Linked DNA regions of Mus musculus: regions 2, 3, 4, 5, 6 and 7 are each linked to region 1. Evidence: chromatin contacts called from public promoter capture Hi-C data. All regions are on one chromosome and are shown on one strand. The core of a region is the stretch at or near the end of the contact, and the rest is flanking DNA. Distances in the headings are between cores, read along the strand shown.

Region 1 (3,257 bases), core at 546-3,045:
CTGCCATTGGTTCTTCTCCTTGAGCTGGGCACAGTCTAGTCGCCACGCTGTCTTGGGCTCCACCAGCACCACCTGGTACTGATACTGGTCTGCCATTTCAAAAAGCTGATCCAGCCGCTCCCGCTCGTGGTTGGTATCATCAAGCACAAGAACCCTGATGTCCCGGCGGCAGTAGCCAGCCAGGTCCTCGTCTAGACGCTTGTACGCCTCGGAGAAGTCTGCCCGAGAGCCAGGGATGATCTTGTAAGCATCAGCGGACACCATCTTGGTGCCGTCGTGGTACTTCTCCAGGATGAGCCGAGCCAGTGTGGACTTGCCGCTGCCCGGCAGGCCGCGCAGGATGAATAGCGTCTTGCACTCGTGGAGGGTAGCCACCGTGTCCTCATCTTGAAGGAAAGGGAACTGCAGCTCTGGCTTCTCCTTTGCTCCTGAGGATGACATTTTCCTGAAGAAGAGCTTGGGCAGGAATGTGTGGCTTTTGCGGGTAAAGCTTGTGTTCTGTGTAAGAAGGGAGGAGGAGATGTCAGCCCCGGCTCCTCAAAGCCAGCCCGCAAGCACCACACCCTAGTCTCTGGCCGAGTTCTCCCAGAGGGGGACCGCTTGTCAGTTGAGGAATCCCCAAGCCTAACTTAAAGCACCCTTGAATGGTGGATGCTTTCCCCGGAGGGGAATGGTGGATTTTCTTCCTCGCAGTAGATCCTTCAGTATCTTCAACAGCTGGGTTGTAAGGTAGAGGGAATCTTTCTGAAGCTACCTAACCTCTTAGTCTCTGGCTCCAAGGATCACTCTCTGCTCCCCCTCAGAACACCTTGGTGACAGGGCACGCAAGGGCAGCAAGTGCCTGTGGCTCCCTGTCAGCCCTAACTTATATATTCTTGGCACCTCTTAAGGATGTCCTGTTTGGAGGCCTGGGGCTCTATGTATGGGCAAAGCCACAGCTGCCTTGGCTCTCTTGAGTGTGCAGAGGAGGGTGAGGGCAGGGGAGGGTGACCCAAAGACCGCCTCCCTCCACCCAACAATGGCACCAACAGATAATACTCTCTTGTCTGGGTATAGGGGGACAATGGTCCCACAGAGGGCTGGTGGGGGGCAGGGCAGGAGGGCACTGGACAAAGGGCATATTCACAACCACCTCCTCCTCTGCTCTCTCAGTGCGCCCCCTCCCCCAATCTGTAGGATTAGGGCACAGGGCACCTGTATTCAGAGATCTGTGCCCCCTATTCTGCTGTGTGTTAGCAGCACCTCTCTGACAAAAACAAGACATAGCGGTTTCAGTTGTCATCTACAACGGCTTCCGCCCCTGAGAATTTAGCTGGCTTCTGGCTTCTCTATAGCCTTGTGCAGGAACCCACTCCCAGCGCGGGCTCCACAACAGCCCTGCACTCTCTGGTGCTACCCAGACCCATTTGCCAGCTGGTGTCGCCAAGGAGCATCGACTTTCACTTCCCTGCGGCGATATTTCCTTCTCCAAAGACACTAAGACTCCCCCAAAATATCCCCGCTCGCGCCCCTTGCCTTAGGGCTGCCTTGGAGGACCCAGAGGCAACTTCAACTCCGGAACCTGGTGTCCTCATTTGCAAACTACTTCTGCCCATGCATCCCCAAGAATCTCGCTTTCAGTTAGCCTCTCTCCCGCCCCGGCCCCCACGCACGCGCTGCGCTCACCATGATGAGTGGGCGCACCGCCGTCACCGCCTTTGCGGGTACTATGTCTCCGGGGCCGCCCGCCTGCGTGAGGGACACGGGCGTCTCCGGGTGTCCGGGGCCCCCCCACGCAGGGTCCCTTTCATAGCCTGGGGGCGGGGCGCGCGGACAGGGCGGGGTCAGCCCGAGCCTCTGCGCACGCGCCCCCGGGGAATGGAAACCTGAGTGCCAGGAAGCAGCGGTCTGAGCCTTGGCAGAAAGTAAAAGCACACCTGGACTCTCAATGCCAAGAAAGAGTCCGCCACGCCACCTCTTTGTTCCTTAAAAGTTAAAGTTTAACTTTTTCCCTTCTCTGAGACAGGAACTCACTATGTAGCCCTGACTGTCCTGGAACTCACCATGTAGATCAGGCTGGCCTGGTACAGAGATCTGCCTGCCTCTGCCTCCCAAGTGCTTGGATTAAAGACATCACCAGGAGAGAGATGAACTCTTAAAACAGGAGGCAGTTGCCTTTCCTGGGTTCCCAGGCAGGCTGGGATGAAATGGGTGCAGTCAGATAGTTTAAAATTTTGAAACAGGCTCATAGACCTTATCACAACTGACATGTGAAGGAAGTACCATTCAGGCCACGAAACCAGGCCGATAGGCATCACCGCCTCCTAAAACAAAAACAAAGACCTAATTCATCAAAGTCCATAATTCTGGGAAAGGCCCTAAATGTCCTAACCTTGATTTTTGGCTCCTATAGTCTGCTTCTGACTTAGGTGTGTCAACACAGGATGTGGTTTTTATGATTAAAAGCCTACCCTGAGAAAAGTGCTGGGTGGTGGTGGCACACACCTTTAATCCCAGCACTTGGAAGGCAGAGGCAGGTGGATTTCTGAGTTCAAGGCCAGCCTGGTCTACAGGGTGAGTTCCAGGACAGCCAGGTCTACACAGAGAAACCCTGTCTCAGGAAAAAAAAAAAAAAAAAAAAAAAAGTCTAGTGAAGGGGCTGAGGGGCTGGCTAATAAAGACTTTCTATTGGCTTCCGCTTGGGTCTAAGCAGTCTTCTTTGCTGGATATCCCCCAAAAAAGGTTTGTTTTAAAGATGAATCTCATGTAACCCAGGCTAAGTTCAAACTCTCTATGTAACAAAGGGTGACCTTGAACTTCTTATCCTCTTGCTGGAAATTCATACATACAAGAACATGTCAGCTGTTTAAGATGCTGGGGTTCCTGCAAGCTAGGCAAGTGCATCCTAGCTTCGAGGACGTGGTGACATTGTTCACTTTCACTTTTTTCTTTAATCCCAGCACTTGGGAGGCAGAGGCAAGCAGATCTCAGTGAGTTCCAGGCCAGCCTGATCTGCAGAGTGAGTTCCAGGACAGCCAGGCCTACAGAGAGACACCCTGTCTCAACAAAACAAAACAAAACAAACGGATATATAATTATATATAATTTCTCAGGAGCAGTTGAGATATAGCTTTGTTAACATGGCCACGTTACCCTGAGTTGAACTTCTAGGCCATGAATGATAGAAAACCAACTCCCTCGACTTGTTCTTCTCTGACAGCCACAGGCAGGTAGTAGGTGTGTAGGTCCGCACACATAAATGCACACAAAAATAAATT
Region 2 (3,257 bases), core at 237-2,736, 890 kb before region 1:
GAGTAGGCAGAGAGGAGCAGAAGCAGTGGGAAATGGCTTATGGGTTCCTCTGATCTCACACTGATAATCTGTAATCTTCTGGAGTTTGGAAGCCCTTTAAGAATCTCAGAAAATCTACCACCATTCTGACAAATTTTGTGCGTGCTTTCTGGGCTTTGATGACACATCTTCTAAAGTCCTCCAGGGAACGGAGTAAAAATAAAAACCCTTCCCATGAGGTTGGAGCAAGGACAGGGAGCCAGTGCTCCTGTTCTCCTGGGACTCTAGTTCAGTCTAGAGGAAGAAAAAAAAAAAAAAAAAAAACTACTTTCCACCACCTTCCCCCACCCCAGTAATTCTAAATAGCTTTCCTAAACCCAGTCCTATTTCCTAAGAAACATGTTCCAAAATAAATCATTTCTTTCCAAGTTCCTTGGGTAAGCAGAACCCAGCTGCAGGGCCGATATTAGACTTCCTACGTGGTTTCTGTCAGGCCTAAGAAACTCTGCCTCAGTTTCCCTGGCTCAAAAGAGAAACTGATGTTCTGCTCTAAAACTGGATGGATGTCTGAGCTGACCTGGAATCTCAGGTTCTGGCCAAGGGAGGGGCTAGAGGAAGGGACCTTGGCCGCCGTCAGGGTGACCCCGAGGGACTTGGCTACCTGAAGTATCCCACATGTTGAGCTCAATGCGGCGCTTGTCGATCTCGAAGCTGGCAGTGTAGTTCTCAAACACCGTGGGGACATAACTCTGCAGACACGGATGGGTCAAAATGAGAGAGAGCTGCTCTCCAGTACTCACTCACCCTGACAACTGCCCTCCTCCCTCGACACCCGGTCCAGCTCAGTCCCTAGACAGAAGTTGGTCTGAGGCTGGGCTAAGGGAAGATCCGGGGAGCTACTGCCTCCACCTCCTAGCTAGACTCTCAGATAACCCCCCTTCCCGGGTCCCTTTAGCCCCTAGTTTTTTCTCTCTCGGATGCCCGGGACCTCAGTCATTCTCCCGGAGCGCCCTTCCGGATCCTCTGATGCTCCTAAGCCCCATCCATTTCACCGCGTTCCTTGATTCCTTCCACTCCAATCCTCTGCAGTCCTTTCAGACCCCCCAACGCCTCCTTCCCTTCCTCTGAGCCTCTTTCTCTCCTCCCTGGTTACCCTGGTACCGGTTTCCAGCGGCCCCCGGGGCCCCTATAACCCACTCCCCGCAGCCTCGGTGCCCCTCTCTCCAGACGCCAATTCCTCACCCCGGGGTAGGCGTCCTTGGCGAACACCTGCAGCAACGCTGTCTTGCCGCACTCCGCGTCCCCCACCACTACGATCTTGCAGCGGCCACTCTGCCCCTCCATGGTCCCGGCTACGCGCCGGCCCCCCACGCCGCCCCCCTCCCGGGCACAGCCGCCGCTTCTGCCGCCTCCTCCCCCGCCGCTGCAGCTGCAGCCTCTCGGGCCGCCGACACCGGCATCTCGCGGGCCCGCGCCGAGCCCCCGCCCGGGGCTGCGGGCCCCCTCCGCCCCGCCCCTAGCCCGCGGGCCGCACCTCTGGCCCCGCCTCCCACCCGCACAGCCGAGGGGCGGGGTTCGGGACGGGGCGGGGCCTGGGAGGAGGGGAGGGGGACCCGAGTTAGACTCTAGCGCGCAGCTGTGACCCCAGGAGCGCCTGAGGGTTTGTGGCCAGCGAGCCCCGTTTATTTGAGTTCCTCGGGCATGGAGGCTGGGCTGACCGAGGGCGAAGTTCTGAAGGGTCAGCTGCGAAGCTCCATACACGGGCGCAAGGCCTGAGCCTTCTGTGTGCCCACGCGTGCACGCAGGTGTGCTAGTGCGGCGGACACGCGCGGCGGCAGCAATCTATTTCCCGAACACAGGGGGGCGTGAGATGTTAGGAAAGGGAGGATTTTTGATTTTTGTCTCCCTCCTCCACTCTCGGGTCCAGACAGAGCTTAGGGAAATGGAAGTACGGACCTTAGCACTCCCACCCTACATTAGTGACATCATAGCTTTCTATCTCCATAACGACGGGTGGCGGGATCTAGGCCTGTGACCAACCTAGAAGCATGGACTAAGTTCCTCTAGCCAAGTACTGAGTGGAAAGTTTTAGGGGAGCTTTTGCGTCCTCTGGTGGATGTTTTGGTAGAAAGAGCAAAGGGAAGGCTAAGGAAGCTAGAATCCTTTGACAGCTAAGCTGGGCCAGAGCTAAGCCCCAAAGCCAATTTCAGCCTCATCTCAGACTAGCAATAAGCAAACCGCCATTTGCATGACATCTTTTGCCTAGAAGAGGATGGAGAAAGGGGCTTGGAGGGCTGTGATCGGGATGTAAAGTGAATGAATGAATGAATGAATGAACAAATAAATACACATACATACATACATGCATACATAAGTGAAAAAAATCCTTCTTTAGCCGGGCATGGTGCTGCACGCCTTCAGTCTTAGCACTCATGAGGCAGAAGCAGGCAGATCTCCCTGAGTTTGAGGCCACTCTAGTCTATATAATGAGTTCCAGGTCAACCAGGTCTAAATAGAGAAATCCTGTCTCAAAACAAACAAAACTCTTCTTTAAGTCGAAGATGTTCATTTTAATGTTATCTCGTTTTGAATAACCGTGTAAAGGTAACTAAAGCACACAATCTCATCGCTGTTTTACAAAAAGTAAACAGACACACAGCATTAACACCCAAAACTGTTAAGTTTAAGTTAGAGATGTAACTCGGGAGTAGAGCTACATTCATGAGGCTCTGGGTTCTATCCTCAATTCCAACAAAAGGAAAAGAGAGTGTGAAAGAAAAGGGAGGTGGTGGCACATGTCATTTTAACCACAGAACTCCGGAGGCAGAGCCAGCCTTGTATTCATGGCACCTTCTAGGCTCCAGGCCAGACCTGGCTACATGGTGAGACCCTGTCTTAGAGGTTCTCATGCTTGTAGTTTGCCACTGCAAGAACATAGTGAGTAAGCCGGGCGTGGTGGAGCACACCTTTTATCCCAGCACTTGGGAGGCAGAGGCAGGCGGATTTCTGAGTTCGAGGCCAGCCTGGTCTACAAAGTGAGTTCCAGGACAGCCAGGGCTACACAGAGAAACCCTGTCTCAAAAAACAAGCAAACAAAAGAACATAGTGAATAAAGTCTGCTTATTAGTAAACGGTAGAGTTCAACCTGAGGCACAATTTCACCGGAGTCTGATCCACAGGTGGCTAGATTATAAATTCAGATTTTAAATTATCCTTCAGACTGTGTCACGACAACTTTTAATTCGTATAAGGCTTTCTACGAATAAATCAAGTCTTAG
Region 3 (3,257 bases), core at 284-2,783, 870 kb before region 1:
AAAGAGCAAGGGAATATGATGGCCCTTTCTTGTTCCACAGCAACCACAAGGCTGCCTCTTCCTCAGAGGAGGATGTGAACTTGCAATTCCATTTCTGGAAGGCTCACCTTGTGGGCATGAGGTGGTTGTAGTTATAAACTTTCACAAAGGACTTGATCTTGGATCGCTTGGCGATCTTCTTCTTGCCCATGGCAGCTGTCACTTTCCGGGGATAGCGGTCAATTCCAGCCACCAGGGCATGGCTGTAAGGGCGGTCCGAGGTGCCATCGTCAATGTTCTAGACGAGAAAAGGGAAAAAGAAAAGTCACGTTACTGCTTCGGCCCCATCTTAGTAAAACTATGTTTACTGAATACACCCTCCACATCTCTAGATTACTCCTTTAATGCTAAGAGTCAACAGGACAGTAACTCTGAGTTAGCCAGTGTTGACTCCTGTCACAAGGAGATTTAGAAGTCCATCAAGGCTAACACTCAAAGTGACCCCTAACACCTTCCCCCATGAAGCTAGTTAAGGTTAAAGCCCAGACTGCAAAGCGGGCAGCCTAACTAACCGGTTCTAGCTAAATGACAGGAGCAGGAAGCTGGAGAGGCCAGTGGTCTTGTGGCTAGGACCACAAGGGTTTATAAAACTGGTAAGAGGCAAGTAGCAAAACGCTCAAACACACCCAGGGGATGCTCTCTAAGTGTAAGTAGTGTCTCCCATCCTACATCCTCTCAGCTGCCTGCAGCACCCATTACTTTGACCTTAAGTAACTTAACACCTCGAAACCTTAGTGCCGGAAATTAAGTTACTGCAAGAACTATACACCACAGCTGTAATATGTACAATACACAGTGGCCACCATTACTACCCATTATGCATTCGCCAGTGCCTATTGTTAGGACAGATCTTAAATTCCCATCCGGCTCATCTTATCCAGCAGCCGAAATCCGCACATGCAAGCAGTCTCAAGAGCCCCGGGGGTCTGGTACCTTCACGATGACGGCTTTGCGTCCGGAGTAGCGTCCGGCCAGGACCAGCACCACTTTCCCGGGTTTCATGAACTTGCCCATCTCTGCAGAGACAAAGACAAGGAAGGAGCCGCTCACAAGTGTGTAAAGCGGAAGGCCCCGGAGCCGACGTCTACCTGCGAGCCCCGGTCGTAGGCCCGCGACTTTAGATCACCCGCTGCCGACTCCGCCACGCGGCCCGGAGGTCCTGCTCGAGGGATGCGACTCCCCGTGAAGCCGCCAGAGGCTCAGAGTCCGAATGAGCCCAGCAACCCGACCCCGGGACCGCGATGGCGGCGGATTGCAAGACCCTCTCCAGGCCTTTACTCACCGACAGCAGGCAGCCGGCACCCAGCAGAAAGGAAAGGAGGGCACTTCCGCTAACCTTTCACCTTACGGAGAGGTGGCTTCACTTCCTGTCCCGCCTCCCAGGCCCAGCCATGCCCCACGGTTGGTGGTCAAAGTTGTTGGCGGAAGGAGCTCGTCAGGGAGGGTCGGGCACTGCGTTTTTGAACCAAGCTTTATTAGCAGCACGAGCAGCAGACAGGAACAGAGCGTTCCGGTTCCGGCGTGTGGAGGGAGGAGCGAGGATGACACCTGAATGTGAGCTCTGTTCTGTCCCCTTCATTGCTGTAGTCCCCTACTCTGCCACTAGGAGGAGGACAGAGTCTGAAATTCACAGTTTTGCTTTGTAAGACCGGGCTTTGCGGGGGTGTGTGTGTGGGGGGGTGTGGGTGTGTGTGTGTGTGTCAGTGGTGGGCGGGGGTGTGTTTGTGTGTGTGTGTGCTGCATAAACCTGTAATCCCATCGTTTGAGGGGCTGAGACAAGAGTTCCAGTTCTAGTCCAACGTAGGTTACATAGACTCTGTCTTCCATAGGTAAATAAATTACAATTTATTTTAATTTAAATAATTTAAAATTATTATCCATAAGAAACAAAATGACAGCCGGGCGTGGTGGCGCACGCCTTTAATCCCAGCACTTGGGAGGCAGAGGCAGGCGGATTTCTGAGTTCGAGGCCAGCCAGGTCTACAAAGTGAGTTCCAGGACAGCCAGGGCTATAAAGAGAAACCCTGTCTCGAAAAACCAAAAAAAAAAAAAAAAAAAAAAAAAGAAACAAAATGACCTCCTCGCGCACAGTTAGATGAAAAATGAAAAATGGAAAAGATCAGACAGTATCCTTATCTCCAACATTCAACCCGATGATGTCAGATATTGACTACAATAAGCATGTGGTACTCCTAGCTTTTAAAATATATTTTTAAATTAAAATATATATTATATATTTGTATATATATATATATATATATATATATATATATATATACACACATATATGTTGAGATTTAGATTTTGTTTTGTTTTGTTTGGTTTGGTTTTTTTTTTGAGACAGGGTTTCTTTGTGTAGCCCTGGCTGTCCTGGAACTCACTCTGTAGACCAGGCTGGCCTCGATAGATTTATTTTTATTTTTTTGTATGAGTATTTTGCTTTTTTGCCTGCATGTATGTATATGCACCAAGATGAGTGTCTATTCTCCAAGGAGGTCAGAGGAAAATGTTGGATGCCCTGGAACTGGTTTTACAGATGATTGTGAGTCACTGTGTGGGTGCTGGGAATTGAGCCTGGGTTCTCTGCAGATCTTCTGCAAGAGCAGAAACTGCTCTAAGTACCATCATCTCTCCAGCCCCTATTTATTATTACTTCAATATTTTTCAGTTCATTTTTTTTTTTTTTAAAGATTTATTTATTATTTTATGTAAGTACACTGTAGCTGTCTTCAGACACACCAGAAGAGGGAGTCAGATCTTGTTACAGATGGTTGTGAGCCACCATGTGGTTGCTGGGATTTGAACTCTGGACCTTCGGAAGAGCAGTCGGGTGCTCTTACCCACTGAGCCATCTCACCAGCCCCCTTTTCAGTTCATTTTAAAGGACTTATTTTCAGTTATGTGTATGTTGATATGTGGGTATGTGTGAGAATATGATGCCCACATAGGCCACAGACATTGGATCTCCTGGAGCTGGAGTTACAGGCTGTGGTGAACCATTTGATGTGGGTACTAGGAAGAGAACTGGGCTTCTCTGGAAGAGCAGTAGTGCTCTCCACTTCTAAGCCACTTTGCTGGCACTAATTTCTGAGACAAAGTCTTACTCTGTAGCTAAAGCTGGCTTGGAAGTCACATTATAGCCTAGGCTGGAATCCAGCTTTCAGTGATCCTCCTGCCTCAGCCTCGTGAGTCCTGGAACCACATCTGGATTATACTTG
Region 4 (3,257 bases), core at 386-2,885, 840 kb before region 1:
AGATCCACAGAGACCTCTGAACTCTTCCAGAAGCTCTTTCTGAAGGGTGCCCCTCCACGTGTTAGGTCTTCCTCCTGGGCGCCTGCCTGAGCGTGCTCCTGCATCAGGTGGGGTGGGACGCTGACCGCTGGGGATGACTTCCCACTGACTCGACTTAGAATCTGTGCTTGGGATGATTGGGTGTTGGGACATGTGTTCAAATGTGGCAAAGCAAAGGCCAAAGAAGAAAGAGATTATAATAAATTCTAGGAATGATCCTTCCCTTCCCTTCCTGTATTCTCCCCTCTCTGTGGAAAGCCCCTTCTCTCTGCAGAGCTTGTGGCCACTTTGCAGTGGGAAGGTGTTACAGAGACCGCTCACCCACAGAGGTCCCTGTCACGCCTGGCCCTTTAGCTTCCTGTACCAGAGTGTGAAGTGTTTTGTTTGTTTGTTTGTTTGTTTGTTTTTAGAAAATGAGAGTTTGGTCCTCAGTGCCCATACCAGGTGGCTCACAACCACCTGTAACTTGGTGTACACATAAGTAAAAATAATATTTAAAAAATCCAAATTATCGCCGGGCGTGGTGGCACACACGCCCTGTCTCGAAAAACCAAAAAAAAAAAAAAAAAAAATCCAAATTATCGGGGCTGGCGAGATGGTTCAGCGGCTAAGAAGAACACTGACTGCTTTTCCAAAGGTCTTGAGTTCAAATTCCAGCAACCACATGGTGGCTCACAATCATTTCTAATGAGATCTGATGTCCTCTTCTGGAGTGTCTGAAGACAACTACAGTCTACTTATTTATAGGGTTAAGCTGAGTGCGCAGAGGTCCTAAAAATTCAACTCCCACCAGGCAGTGGTGACATAGGCCTTTAATCCCAGCACTTGGGAGGCAGAGGCAGGCGGATTTCTGAGTTCGAGGCCAGCCTGGTCTACAGAGTGAGTCAGGACAGCCAGGGCTATACAGAGAAACCCTGTCTCAAAAAACCAAAAAAAACAAAAAACCAAAAAATCAACTCCCAACAACCACATGAAGGCTCATGAGTACAGCTACAGTGTACTCATATACATAAAATAAAAATAAATCTTTTAAAAAAATCCACTTAGCCTATTATTGCTGGGCAGTCGTGATGAATGCCTTCAATCCCAGCACTTTGAAGGTAGAGGCAGGAGGATATCTTTAAGTTCGAGGCCAGCTTGGTCTACAATGCAAGTTCCAAGACAGCCAGGACGTTACACAGTGAAACCCTCTCTCAAAACACCACCACCATCCAAAAATAGAAATTATCATAAATCATAGGTTTCTGAGTTAAATTTCTTCCCTTCAGTTTAAAAAAGTTACATGATGAAATATTATGGGTATTGGTTTTAAGTAAAATATTAACATATGTGTCTTGTGTATGTCCAGCCCCTCTCATTTCCACCTTTATGCCACAGGGCCTCTGCTGGCCAAATCACAAGGCCCCAAGAGCTGAAGAACGTCTTAGCTCCAGTTGTGTATTTAGTTTTGTGGTCTTCCAGACTCAAAACGGTGGCAAAACAGCATAGAACACCTACAGTTGGCAGTTTTAGTAAATTTGGGCACACTATACCCCTTCGTGCCGAGCGCGGTAACGCTTAAGAAAATTTGTCCCACATCGCTCTCCGTCCGCCGCCCGGCTTTTCTGCGCGCGCGGGTCTCTCCGGCCTAGGAGACCGCGATGGCGTTCCTGTGTCAGCGCGACAGCTACGCACGGGAGGTGCGGACCGGTGGGCGAGGGTCCTGAGACCGAGGGGGGCATCGGGAGGGAGGGTGGCTGCAGGCTCCAGTCTCGGCGTAAGAGGGATAATGCTCGCACCCCTCTCCCTGCGCAGTTCACCACCACCGTGGTCTCCTGTAGTCCCGCCGAGCTGCAGACGGACGCGAGCGGCGGCAAGAAAGAAGTGTTGAGCGGATTCCATGTGGTTCTGGAAGACACGCTGCTTTTCCCCGAGGGCGGGGGACAGGTATTAGGAGCAGCCTCAGCCGGACCCCCTCCCCGGAACCCACATTCCAGTTCGCTCCTGCAGAAAAATGCGTTCGCCCTTTCTCAGCCTCAGTAAATCCAGGGGCGTTAGTTCAATGCATTATTCATTCAGCATATGCTTATGTAGGTAAGACACAGGCAGTGTGTCATATTCCAGGCGCTGAAGAGAGACTGAACAAGACAGTACCTCCAAATACACGTGGAGTGCTTGTTGCAGACAGCCCGGTATGCCAGGTATAAGTAATGATAATGTCCCTAGAAATAAGCTGGGTAAAGGGAAAGAGTGGTGGGATGCTCTCTTCTGTAGAGAGCCTTCTGGACAGCTTGGTAGTTGTCTGTGAAGGGAAGGGATGAGCCAATGTAGCTATTTAGTGGTTCTGGGGCAAAAGAAATAGTTCAGGTAGAAGAGCTGTGCAAAGGCCCTGAGATGGAAATCTACACGAAGCATTTTACAGGCACTAAGATGCTCCTCCCAGAATTCAGAAGAGGGGCGGTGCCTTTCAGAGCAGACCTTTTGAGTGCTTTGATGGAGAGCCTAGCTACAGTTTACAAAAAAAAAAAAAAGAAGAAGAAGAGAGTGCCACCCAGAGTGGGGGCTCTGGGAGAGTTTCTTAGCAGCCAGGTTGATGGCATAGACAAGGACAGTGAAGCCTGAAAGAATCTTCCTAACTGTAAACAAAGCGGTGGGATAGTGCTGGAGCTTGTGCATGTTGAGGACAAGCTAGAGAGCTTTGGAACAGTGATTTGGAACAGAGCTTCGGAACAGAGGGCCTTGGAGGGTCTAGGAAGGTATAGACTCCATTCAGGAAACCAGCAAGCTGTGCAAGATCGGAGGCAAGGAAGAATTTGGTAGACCAGGGGAAAGCCTCAGTTGTTTTTTTCTTTTTTTTTTTTTTTTCTTTTTTTGAGACAGGGTTTCTCTGTGTAGCCCTGGCTGTCCTGGAACTCACTTTGTAGACCAGGCTGGCCTTGAACTCAGAAATCCGCCTGCCTCTGCCTCCCAAGTGCTGGGATTAAAGGCATGCACCACCTCGCCCAGCCAAGCTTCAGTTTTTGCTTTTTTGTTTTGTTTTTTTCGAGACAGGGTTTCTCTGTATACTTTGGCTGTCCTAGAACTTACTCTGTAGACCAGGCTGGCCTCGAACTCAGAAATCTGCCTGCCTCTGCCTCCCGAGTGCTGAGATTAAAGGCGTGCGCCACCACTGCCCTGCGCTTTCTTATTTATTTCTTATTTTTAATTTTTTTTATAATACAGTTATCTGTTTTTTTTTT
Region 5 (3,257 bases), core at 307-2,806, 750 kb before region 1:
CCCACACGGTTCCCAAAGAGGAGACTTTCAGCTCCTCCACTCATGAAGGCTGTGTTGATATAGCCCGTGGCATGGACACGAGCTTCAAGGGCCCCGGTTGGGTGTAGCATAAAGTCCCAGATGTAATCATAGTTGCCCACTGATGACACCGACCTGACCACAAGGCTTGAGCTGGCCAAACCACCATAGAAATGACCCCCGATGCCATTATGATGCCTTCGAAGGGGCAGTCCCTGGGCCTCCTCAAATACACACACAGCCCCTGGAAGCAGCTGGACTGACCCCGTGCCCACCAGTACATGGATGTCCACCATTGTGGCTTGATAGGGGCAATCCACCCCCCGAACCAAAGCTCGGCTGTTGAGACCAAGCCCATAGCTGCTGTCCAAGTACCGGATCGTCATTGTTTTGGGGGAATCAGCACCATAAACTGTCAGACACTCCTGGACACTGACTTCATAAGCCACACGCTCACCCTTGAACCGAATATCAAAAATTCTTAAGCCACTGAACACCCCATGACCAAAGGTAAATGTCCAGAGGGGAGATGTCACTGAGTTTCCCTGTATGTTATACTGGGGACCCTGAAGTGAGAACTGAAGAGGGGGAAGAGGAGGGTCTGGAGTGACTCTAGGCCTCAAGGAGGAAGCTCCACCTGGTGTGGGTAGAGGGACCCGAATCACTTCTAGGCGGCCAACTTTAAACTCCCATTCCAACTGGGCCAAGTCTGCATAGTAATGCCCAAGGTAGAAGACCTGTTGGACTACCCAGTCGGCAGGGTCCAGGGCCCCGTGGTCCAACAGTAGCTCCAGCCCCACAGGGTGAAGGAACACTCCAAGACCTGAGATGTTATGGTAGAGGGCTATCCAGGTAGCTCGATCGCCTGCATGGAAACCACTAGCAGTAGAATGCAAAGGTGCCAAGGTGGAGCCATTGTAGTTCAAGACAGAAGCCAGAAAGGTGGGTGCCTTTGGTAGCTCCACTTCTTTCAAATGCCTCCATATCTGAACAAACTCAGTTTTCTGCATGGGGCGCCGATAATAGGGCAGGGGGCCGCCGTGGCGCTCCACAGTCACATCCCGCATGTAGGAGGGGTGAGGCAGGGGCCCCACCACCAGCTCACTCACGTTGGGCTTGGGTTGTCCACCAAAGAAGATGATGGCTAGTGCCTCTCGCACAGGTGGGGGCCCCCCTCTGTCCAGGTGGGCCAGGGCTGCAGCCTTGGCAGGCAGCTGCAACTCTACTGAGAAGACACAGTTGTCCGAGGGTCGAGCCTGGGCTGCATCCACCAGCCCCGGCCCCAGGTGCTTGGTCAGGAAGCTCATCACAGCTGTCAGCTCCTCTGGGGTCAGGTCTGCAAACAGCTGGCTCTGGCTAGGGTGTGTCCAGGGATGAATTCTGGGAGGTATGGAAGGGCATCGAGGAGACTGGCTGAAACTGCCTTGCCTGGTCAGCAGGACATAGACCAGAGCAAAGACAGTGAGGAAAGACAGCCCCAGAAGCAGCAGCAGCACCTTGAGATTCATGGCTGGCACTGAAGCTCCCCCCGTCCTGAGAGCTCATCGGTGTCTGACATTGTGGCAGGCTTATATTCAGGATGATGGAGAGGAATGGACTAAACTCCACCCTGTGGGCTGGACAGGAAATCTCTGATCGTGCTTTATGTAGTTCTGTTCCAATTTTCTGTCTTGTGCTCTGGCTCAAGACATTACATAGCTTGCTCCTGTCCCTAAACTTTGACTGCCAATGGTCACTAACTACTACGTGTCATCATTTAGAACAGGTGAGAGGGATGGGGTGGGTAATGGAGCTGAACTACCTGAGAAGGCAGTTTCGATACACACTCCTTCCTTTCCCTGTCTAACACACAAGTACTAACAAAACACCTCTTAGCAGAATTACATTCCCAGTTCCCAGACCCACCGCCCAACTCAGCAATGAGCAGTCAGCTCTACCTGGGACCTAATGAGTGCCTGACTTGGGAGACCCAGGCCTTACTCTATCCAGTCAGAGAGACGACTGGTTGAGGTTGAGCTGTGTTTAGGTCTATACAATGATCCAGTCCAAGTTATGTAGCCTTAAAGGGGCTACATATCCTGAATTTCTTCCCTATGAAGGCGCATGAGGCATGGTCATTTATACTGATAATACCAACACTCAAGAGGAGTGCTGAGAGTTCAACTAAGCTACATGAGTGAATTATAGGTCAACCTAGGTGATACCCTGCCTTAAAAAATAAAAAGCATAGCCAGGGAGAGGTACTATATGCCTTCAATCCCAGCACTCAGGAGACAAGCCGATCTGTTGAGTTTGAGGCCAGCCTGGTCTTTAGAGCGGTCCTAGGACAGCCAAGGCTACACAGAGAAGGGTCTTTAAAAAACAAACAAAAAAACCGAATAAATATATAAAAAGCATAAAAGTATTCTGTGGAGTGCTTTTGATTAAAATGTAGCCTTACACAGCAAGTGCTTAGTAACCCTGGAGGGAGGGAGGGAGGCAGGCAGGCAGAGCAGGTAGCTAGTGGCTCTAAACTCTGGGATAGAATAGAGTAGATGCCCCTCCCCTACTGGGACCTTAAACCTCTATAGACAATGAAGAGTCTCACTGTCAGGAGGGAAGTGAGGACATGTTATTTTAGAGGGATGTAAGCCTCTTATGAGCACTGTGGGTCAGTATAAACCAATACCAGGAGTTCCCTCAAAAAAGTATGTATGAAGTAAGTATGTATGTATGAATGTATGTATGTATGTAGAGGCAAGCTGGTATGGAGGAAAAGGACTGGATCGACAGGGTCAGCCCGAGCTGCTGGTCCCACACATAACCACAGCAGCCTCTGCTGGCAGCTCAGGGTATCACCAGGAAGGACCTGGAATCTGGTGAAGACAGGCAGCTTTCACACAATTGAGCGTCAACACACAGCAGGAACCACCTCCCATTAGTTCTTGCACTGTGAAGAGGAATGAAGGTTCAACTAGTAAGTTCACACACGACAGGCTAGCCAGAGTGTCTGTGAAGATGGGTGTCTGAATGCTCATGTGTGACCCTTATGTCCCTCAGTCACCAGAGTACAGCACCAGGGTCTGCAGCTTTAGAAAGAGGTCAAAGTACCTGTATTTTTAATAATTTCTTGACATGGTAAAAGAATTTTACATTACAATCCAAGGAAGGAGGGGCAGAGGGACAATCAAACAAAAGGAAAACCAAGAAACACATGGTGGGGGGAGGGGAGGGGCTCAGCTGGAAGGGATCTGAGGGTG
Region 6 (3,257 bases), core at 508-3,007, 700 kb before region 1:
GGAATGATTTAAAAGCCTTTCTTGCTAGTTCTAAAACAGTCTGCTATTAACCTTCTTCTGGGTGTTCTTCACAGATCTTAAACTTAGTAGATCCAAATCAAAACAACTGCCCCCAAACAAACATCACATTTCCTTATTCTTGCACTGTGTGTAAGTGCTGCTCCAAATGGCACCACGAGGCTGCCAGTCTCTGAGGCTCAGCCCTTTGACAGTCATCTTTCCCATCTTCATCTCTTAAACGAAAAACTCAGATTTTTAGATTTTGCCTCTGAGCTGTTTTAAATCCACTCTTGCCTTCCTCTCTGTCATCACTCTGACTACACACAGGCTCCCCTAGCTCACCTCCCAACTCAACTCCAGCCTTTAGACCACATACAAAATCATTTTTACCAGGGGGAAAATGACAGCCACATTGGCCCCCTCATTTACATTTCAGTGGCTTCGCTCAGCAGAGATGGCTTAGCAGTTAAGAGCACTGGCAGGTCTTCCAGAAAACCTGGGTTCAATTCCCAGCACCCACATCAGGTGGCTCACAACTGCCTATAATTCTCAATTCTTCTTTTTTCCTGCTAAAACAAGTATAAAGTTCTCTCCCCTGACAGACATTCAGACCTCTGCTTGGAATGTCTCCAAACTACTTTCCTGGCCTTACTCTCTATTGCTTCTCCATATGCTCTGGTCAACCTGGACAACTAAACCCTCCGCTCCCAGCCTCCCTCTTGTTTTCCCAAGTTTTATTCATGGTATCATTCAATCCCTGGACCTCATCTTACCACTCCTTTAAATTCTCATAGTAGCTTGTATTCTCTGTGTCAATCACTCTAACCGTTATTTGTATCCACTTGCTCATATGTTAACAATTCCCACCTAAAGACTACATAGTTTGAGAGCAATGGCTAGATTGCAGTTCCCTCTTTCTATACCAGGCAATGTAAATGATAAGCACTCTAAACACGTTTATGGAAAGAAGAGTAAAGGGGGCTGGTGGTGGAGAGATGGCTCAAGCAGTTAGAAGCACTGGCTACCCTTCTAGAGGACCAGGGTTCAATTCCCAGCACCCATATGGCAGCTCACAGCTGTCTATAACCTCAGTTTCAGGTGATTGGATACCCTCATACAGACATACATTAATTTTAAAAGGGGGGGGACTCCCCATGATGCCGTGTGCTTTTAATCCCAGCATCTGGGAGTCAGAACATCTGTCAATTCCAGGCCAGCCTAAGCTACAGAGAGTGTTCCAGGTCATGACTCCACAGTGAGACTTTGTCTTTAAAAATAAAAATAAAAAAAGGCACGTGGGGAGTGGTGCAGGGAAGTGGGGGTTAAGAAATAAAAAAAAGAGTGCTAGTAAGCCTCGTTCATCGCTTATAAGCCCCACGACCTCGCACAACAAGAGTACTAGCAAAATATTTGAGTGAAAAACAAAGATCAACGCTCCCCTGCCTCCCGTAAACCTGACTCCCCACTCTGCATCCACACCCACGATCCGGGTCTCCCTGAAGCTGCCCGTCCGTCCCGCAGCCTCCTTCACGGCTTGCTCGTTCTGCTGGGCCAAGTGAAGCAGGGCGTTTTCGATAGTCTCTGTGGTAACCACTCCGAACTGAAAGTCACTACAGTTCACCAGCCTGGGCCTCAAGGGTCCTTCCATATTCATAAGTCTTTCGGAGTACTTGGACAGTTTACGGGATCCATAAACTGGCCTCCTTAGCTTATTTCCAGAATCTTCTGCCACACCTTGGATTCTTCCTTCCCTTTCTATATGTTTGCCCTCGCTTCGAATCTGAGAAAAAACATAATGTCCACCACGGCTTCGAACGGTCAACAGCTTTTCGCGCCCCAACTGACACAGAGAGCTCAGCCAATCAGAAAGCAGGGCGCTTTTCACCTTTCCTGTCCCTCCTCTAGGGCGGAGAGACCCTGCCTCTACCCAGAAAACTCCACGTGGACTACAGCTCCCAGAGTTCCTTGCTGAAGTCAAAGACTACAATTCCTGGCGAGTTCCGGGCTTGACGGCTTAGGGCGGAGCAGCAACATGGCGGCCCCTGGAGCTGGTGACCCTCTGAATGCTAAGAATGGAAATGCTCCATTCGCTCAGCGCATCGACCCGTCGCGGGAGAAATTGACCCCAGCGCAGTTGCAGTTTATGCGGCAGGTGCAACTTGCCCAGTGGCAGAAAACACTGCCACAGCGGCGGACCCGGAACATCATGACCGGCCTGGGCATCGGGGCCCTGGTGTTAGCTATTTGTATCCGTCCTGGCTATACCGCATATGGGGTTAGGGAAAAGGGAACAAGACGTGTAGCTTTTAATGTGCGGGCAAATGAGGTTCATGCCTAATCTTACTATATATACGCAGCGCGTATTGGCTTAGTAATAACAATTGGTTAAGGGTTCAAAAGGAGCAAAAGGGTGGCAATCCAAAATCATTAATTTGGGAAAACAGCAAGGGTGGCTAGACGAAAGGAATGCCCATGTGCTTTGTGGTTTCCTGAACCCACTCCGTCAGATGGTTACACCTTCTACTCGGTGGCCCAAGAGCGTTTCCTTGATGAGCTGGAAGATGAAGCCAAAGCTGCCCGAGCCCGTGCTCTTGAGAGAGAGCGAGCTTCGGGACCCTAACTGTATGGACCATCTTCAAACTGCTGGATCCCCTGTATATGTTGAATGATGCCTGGTGGTCTTACAGCATCACTGGCACACTAACGTCGGACTGTGTGATTGAGCCCAAGAAGCCAGAGACTATGCATTTGGCCGCTGCCAAGGGGGGGATTGCTCACTTCACGTGCAGTTTGTCCAGTTACTCAGCCCTTTTTATTTCCTTGTTTGAGAGGTATGCAACCTTGCCTTTACCCAAACTTTGTGGTTTACCCCTTCACCTCCCAGGGGCCCCGACTCTTAAGGGGGAGGGTGTGGCTTAACTGCAGCGTTGGAACCTTAAAGTGGGAAAGATAGGGTCAAGTTAAAGTAATAAAATGAGTCATGTCTCCCGAAGCCAAGCTAGTGTGTGGGGGCAGAGAGACATATGGCACTTCACGCTGGAAAGCTCCCTGGCACTAGCTGCAGCGGTGGCATTGCCCCAGGGAGCTGTAAATGTTTAACTAGAATTACTTTTTCCGTGAGATCTTTCCACCTGATTTAAGGGAGAGATTACTGGACTGTTTGAGACTGACCCAGGTCTTAGGGGGTAGAAGAAGGTCACTCTTCTGTTCTCTGCCTTCAAGAACAGACTCTTAATGGCACGGGCCTTTTCCTGTCT
Region 7 (3,257 bases), core at 445-2,944, 680 kb before region 1:
AATCCCAGCAGAGGAGGCAGAGGCAGGCGGATTTCTGAGTTCGAGGCCAGCCTGGTCTACAAAGTGAGCTCCAGGACAGCCAGGGCTATACAGAGAAACCCTGTCTCGAAAAACCAAAAAAAAAAAAAAAAAAAAAAAAAAAAAAAAAACCAAACCAAACCAAACCAAACAAAACCAGGGGGCCTGAAGAGATGGCTCAGTGGTTAAGAGCATTGACTGCTCTTCCACAGGTCCTGAGTTCAATTCCCAGCAACCACATGGTGGCTCACAACCATCTGTAATGAGATCTGATGCCCTCTTCTGGTGTGTCTTAAGAGAGCAATGGTGTACTCATATACATGAAATAAATAAATATATCTTTAAACAGACAAACAAACCAACAGGTATCTGAGAACTGAACCCACCTTTCTTTCTCAGTTCTTCTAATACAATCTGAATTGACTCCACAGGAAGTTTCCCTGGCTTAAGGTTAAGGGAATGGCCTACATGTAAATTAGGTTAAATAAAACATTTTCGGAGTTCGGCCCACGATAAAGAATGATCTAGCCCCCTCCTTTCCCTGCCATACATACATGCAATTTTTGAAGAAGATATGTTTGCATTTCCTCAATATTCTGGAAAAGGAGGTAAAAAGAAACTTCCAGTTAGAAGGAAGAACTAGCAAAGTGTGTTACAGGCCTGTAATACCAGCTCTTATGGGATGGACACAGGAGAATCACCAGTCCAAGGCTGGGCTGGGCTATAGAGATCAGGTCTCAAATAAAAGGCAAGAGTTTTAGAAAATAAAGGGTGTTACCCTTTACTTCATTCTCTGTGCCTTTTTCTCCACAAATTTTACCTATGAATCAGAGAGCAAAAATAAATGACCCTCACTTCCTGGGAGAGGTGGGGCAAGTCAAAAAAATTATTAAAGATGGTTTGGGATTTGAGGCTCACAGAGAGGAGATTCAAATAGTTTTAAAGGGTCCAGTGTGTAAAGCTTGGGACTTAAAGACCCCAGCACTCATTAACTAGGGTAAAGGGAGCTTGCACTGCCTGCAAAAGTGCATATAAAATGATTATCTGCCATTTAGTTTTGCTGTTTCCCAAGTCCAGGTTGAATAGAAGCCTGCCTACTGTGGGTAAAGGGAGGTGGGGAGATGCAGTCTGGGCATGTAGAAAAGTGTGGGAGTGCGTGTGTGTGGGGGCTGGGGGTGGGCTATGGAAGAGCCTGAGGGAGGATACGCTGTAGCTTGACGTTGTTGAAAAGCGGGCTCTCCTGGGCTTCCATCACCGTCATGCTGGACTGTTTGTGCAGGCGGCAGAAGGACAGAACCAGAGAGCACCAGGCGGCCAGCTGCTTCTGCCGGGTGTCCACGTTCGGCTGTAACCTGCCGGGCGAAGGGAGCAGGACGAGGAATTAAAGCGTGGAAGAGGGCGGCAGCAGCACCAGCCTAGCAGCACGTTAGGGGGAGACAGTGACGGGCTGGCTGGACAGGAAGGCGGCCGGCAGCTCCCGTCTCCCCCGGAACCCCAAGTGAATCATCAGGGCTGAGCCCTGGGCCCCGGGGACGGGAGGGAGCTACACTGGGCTTCTCAGGGTCTGAGCCTCACGTAAAGAAGGGCGGGAAGCGGTACTGCCACGGCCACTCGAAACTCATCGCCATCGTAGTAGCCCAGAAAACCCGGAACCGACAAGGGGCTTCCGGTCTCCGCCTCAGCATGTCCGGGCTGACAGCACAGCAGAAAGGTTCCGGACTCCTCTCGGGAGGCGCCGCAGTGGGATGGGAACGGTTCTTGTCACCAATCTGCTGCTGTCTAAAGAAAAACTTCAACATGAAGCGCAGGAGTTCTGGGTCTTGTCGCTTAAACAGAGGGAAACGGGGGCGGGGGGGGGGGGGGGGGACGACGACACGTAGTTTCCCTCTGCAAATTGCGAGGTCAGCCGAACGCAAGTTAGAATCCACATCTGGAGGCTTCACCTTCGTGTCGGTTGCCAATTTAAACTCATGATGCCGAAATTTCCTGCATTCCCACCCAGGTTGACTTCACTCTTAAATTTCCTGTAGGATCATGGGAGCATATTGTGTGGTTTGCATCGCTATACGCGATTTTCAAAGAATCAAAACTTATTGCTTTTTTCAAAGAATCAAAACTAACGTTTAGCTCTTAACCTCTTCCTTTCTAGACCCCAGACTTGGAATCCCTTTGGCTTCATCTGACTCATACCCAGCCTACACTAGTCAGATCTGTCCCTTTGCCTGCCTAAACTACGGGTCAGTTCCCAAACCAGAATTACTGTTTCCATTCTCCCAACAGTACTTCCACTGCTGAGCTGTGGAAAATTGCTGAAGACCAACCAGAACATGTTTACTGAGTCCCGGGCTCGCTGACTAATCTCACTACTGGACTCTCAGGGGAGCCTTGTTGGATCTAGAAATACAAGTTTGGGAGTCTTCTGACCTGACATGCAATATGAACCCATTTAAGGGATAAGAGCACTAAACAAAAGGTGTATTGAAAAGAAGGCTGACCTTGGGCTGCTAGGAGATGCTCACCTTTAAAGAGCGAGAAGAAGCTGGGCTGTTTTCATTGATTCCCTGTTATCCTCATTCAAAATAGTCCGCCTGTGTCTATCTTTCTGTTCCCTGAAGAATTATTGTGAGAATCCCTTAATCTCTCTCTGTCACAATGTTTAATTCATAGCTCCAAAGCTCCTCCCCATTTTTTCTTCCTTTGCCTTTTGAACTCAAAACTGCCATTCTTCCTTTACAAGTAACGTGTTGCCTCAATTTTTCAATTTCTTTCCGGATATCACTATCATCATGCCTCCCTCCCTTTCTGTGTAGCTCACTTTATTTCTATTTAAAAGTAATGTTAGGGCTGGTGAGATGGCTCAGCAGGTAAAGAGCACTGACTGCTCTTCTGAAGGTCCTGAGTTCAAATCCCAGCAGCCACATGGTGGCTCACAATCACTCGTAATGAGATCTGACGCCCTCTTCTGGTGTGTCTGAAGACAGCTACAGTGTACTCATATACATACATAAACAAATAAATCTTAAAAGAAAAAAAAAATGTTAGCTGAGCACACCTTTATCCCAGAGCTCAGCCTTTAATCCCACTGCCTCAACCTTCTGAGAACTGAGATTACATGTGTGTGCTGTGTCCATGGTCTGTTTTTTTTAAAGATATATCTATTTTAGATATGTGAGTACACTGTAGTTGTCTTCAGACACACCAGAAGAGGGCATCAGATCCCATTACAGATGGTTTTGAGC

What was found. Promoter capture Hi-C pulls out the DNA fragments that hold promoters and counts their contacts. Capture Hi-C pulls out chosen DNA fragments and counts their contacts.
Region 2: a promoter capture Hi-C map of liver shows a contact between it and region 1, with 3 times the contacts expected there. The contact joins the promoter of Rnd2 here to the promoter of Cnp in region 1. A contact is called at or near these places in 1 of 39 promoter capture datasets (liver) and 1 of 9 other capture datasets (liver).
Region 3: a contact with region 1 is called in a promoter capture Hi-C map of liver, with 4 times the contacts expected there. The contact joins the promoter of Rpl27 here to the promoter of Cnp in region 1. A contact is called at or near these places in 2 of 39 promoter capture datasets (liver and pre-B cells) and 1 of 9 other capture datasets (liver).
Region 4: a contact with region 1 is called in a promoter capture Hi-C map of liver, with 3 times the contacts expected there. The contact joins the promoter of Aarsd1 here to the promoter of Cnp in region 1. A contact is called at or near these places in 1 of 115 datasets of contacts at active chromatin or transcription factors (pancreatic cancer cells) and 2 of 9 other capture datasets (adipose tissue and liver).
Region 5: a contact with region 1 is called in a promoter capture Hi-C map of liver, with 6 times the contacts expected there. The contact joins the promoter of Aoc2 here to the promoter of Cnp in region 1. A contact is called at or near these places in 2 of 39 promoter capture datasets (liver and pre-B cells).
Region 6: a contact with region 1 is called in a promoter capture Hi-C map of liver, with 4 times the contacts expected there. The contact joins the promoter of Cntd1 here to the promoter of Cnp in region 1. A contact is called at or near these places in 1 of 39 promoter capture datasets (liver), 1 of 115 datasets of contacts at active chromatin or transcription factors (pancreatic cancer cells) and 1 of 9 other capture datasets (adipose tissue).
Region 7: a contact with region 1 is called in a promoter capture Hi-C map of pre-B cells, with 5 times the contacts expected there. The contact joins the promoter of Vps25 here to the promoter of Cnp in region 1. A contact is called at or near these places in 4 of 39 promoter capture datasets (the C10 cell line, liver and pre-B cells).

Annotation. Positions count from the first base shown.
Region 1 is chr11:100,573,477-100,576,733 of GRCm38.p6, reverse strand. It overlaps Cnp (2',3'-cyclic nucleotide 3' phosphodiesterase), which reads right to left and starts at 1,795. Exons shown (of 4, transcript NM_009923.2): 1 at 1,666-1,795; 2 at 1-498. The coding sequence starts at 1,668.
Region 2 is chr11:101,466,404-101,469,660 of GRCm38.p6, reverse strand. It overlaps Rnd2 (Rho family GTPase 2), which reads right to left and starts at 1,486. Exons shown (of 5, transcript NM_009708.2): 1 at 1,222-1,486; 2 at 641-728. The coding sequence starts at 1,323.
Region 3 is chr11:101,440,521-101,443,777 of GRCm38.p6, reverse strand. It overlaps Rpl27 (ribosomal protein L27), which reads right to left and starts at 1,533. Exons shown (of 5, transcript NM_011289.3): 1 at 1,322-1,533; 2 at 973-1,055; 3 at 108-277. The coding sequence starts at 1,053.
Region 4 is chr11:101,415,811-101,419,067 of GRCm38.p6, reverse strand. Aarsd1 (alanyl-tRNA synthetase domain containing 1) reads left to right here and starts at 1,635. Exons shown (of 12, transcript NM_144829.1): 1 at 1,635-1,718; 2 at 1,834-1,965. The coding sequence starts at 1,680. It overlaps Ptges3l (prostaglandin E synthase 3 like), which reads left to right. Exons shown (of 7, transcript NM_001357574.1): 7 at 1-254.
Region 5 is chr11:101,323,362-101,326,618 of GRCm38.p6, reverse strand. It overlaps Aoc2 (amine oxidase, copper containing 2 (retina-specific)), which reads right to left and starts at 1,556. Exons shown (of 4, transcript NM_178932.1): 1 at 1-1,556. The coding sequence starts at 1,526. It overlaps Psme3 (proteaseome (prosome, macropain) activator subunit 3 (PA28 gamma, Ki)), which reads right to left. Exons shown (of 11, transcript NM_011192.4): 11 at 3,082-3,257.
Region 6 is chr11:101,277,703-101,280,959 of GRCm38.p6, reverse strand. Cntd1 (cyclin N-terminal domain containing 1) reads right to left here and starts at 1,757. Exons shown (of 7, transcript NM_026562.2): 1 at 1,480-1,757. The coding sequence starts at 1,654. Coa3 (cytochrome C oxidase assembly factor 3) reads left to right here and starts at 2,012. Exons shown (of 2, transcript NM_026618.2): 1 at 2,012-2,246; 2 at 2,508-2,990. The coding sequence starts at 2,033. The coding sequence ends at 2,620.
Region 7 is chr11:101,252,144-101,255,400 of GRCm38.p6, reverse strand. It overlaps Vps25 (vacuolar protein sorting 25), which reads right to left and starts at 1,694. Exons shown (of 6, transcript NM_026776.5): 1 at 1,594-1,694; 2 at 1,225-1,370; 3 at 405-458. The coding sequence starts at 1,646.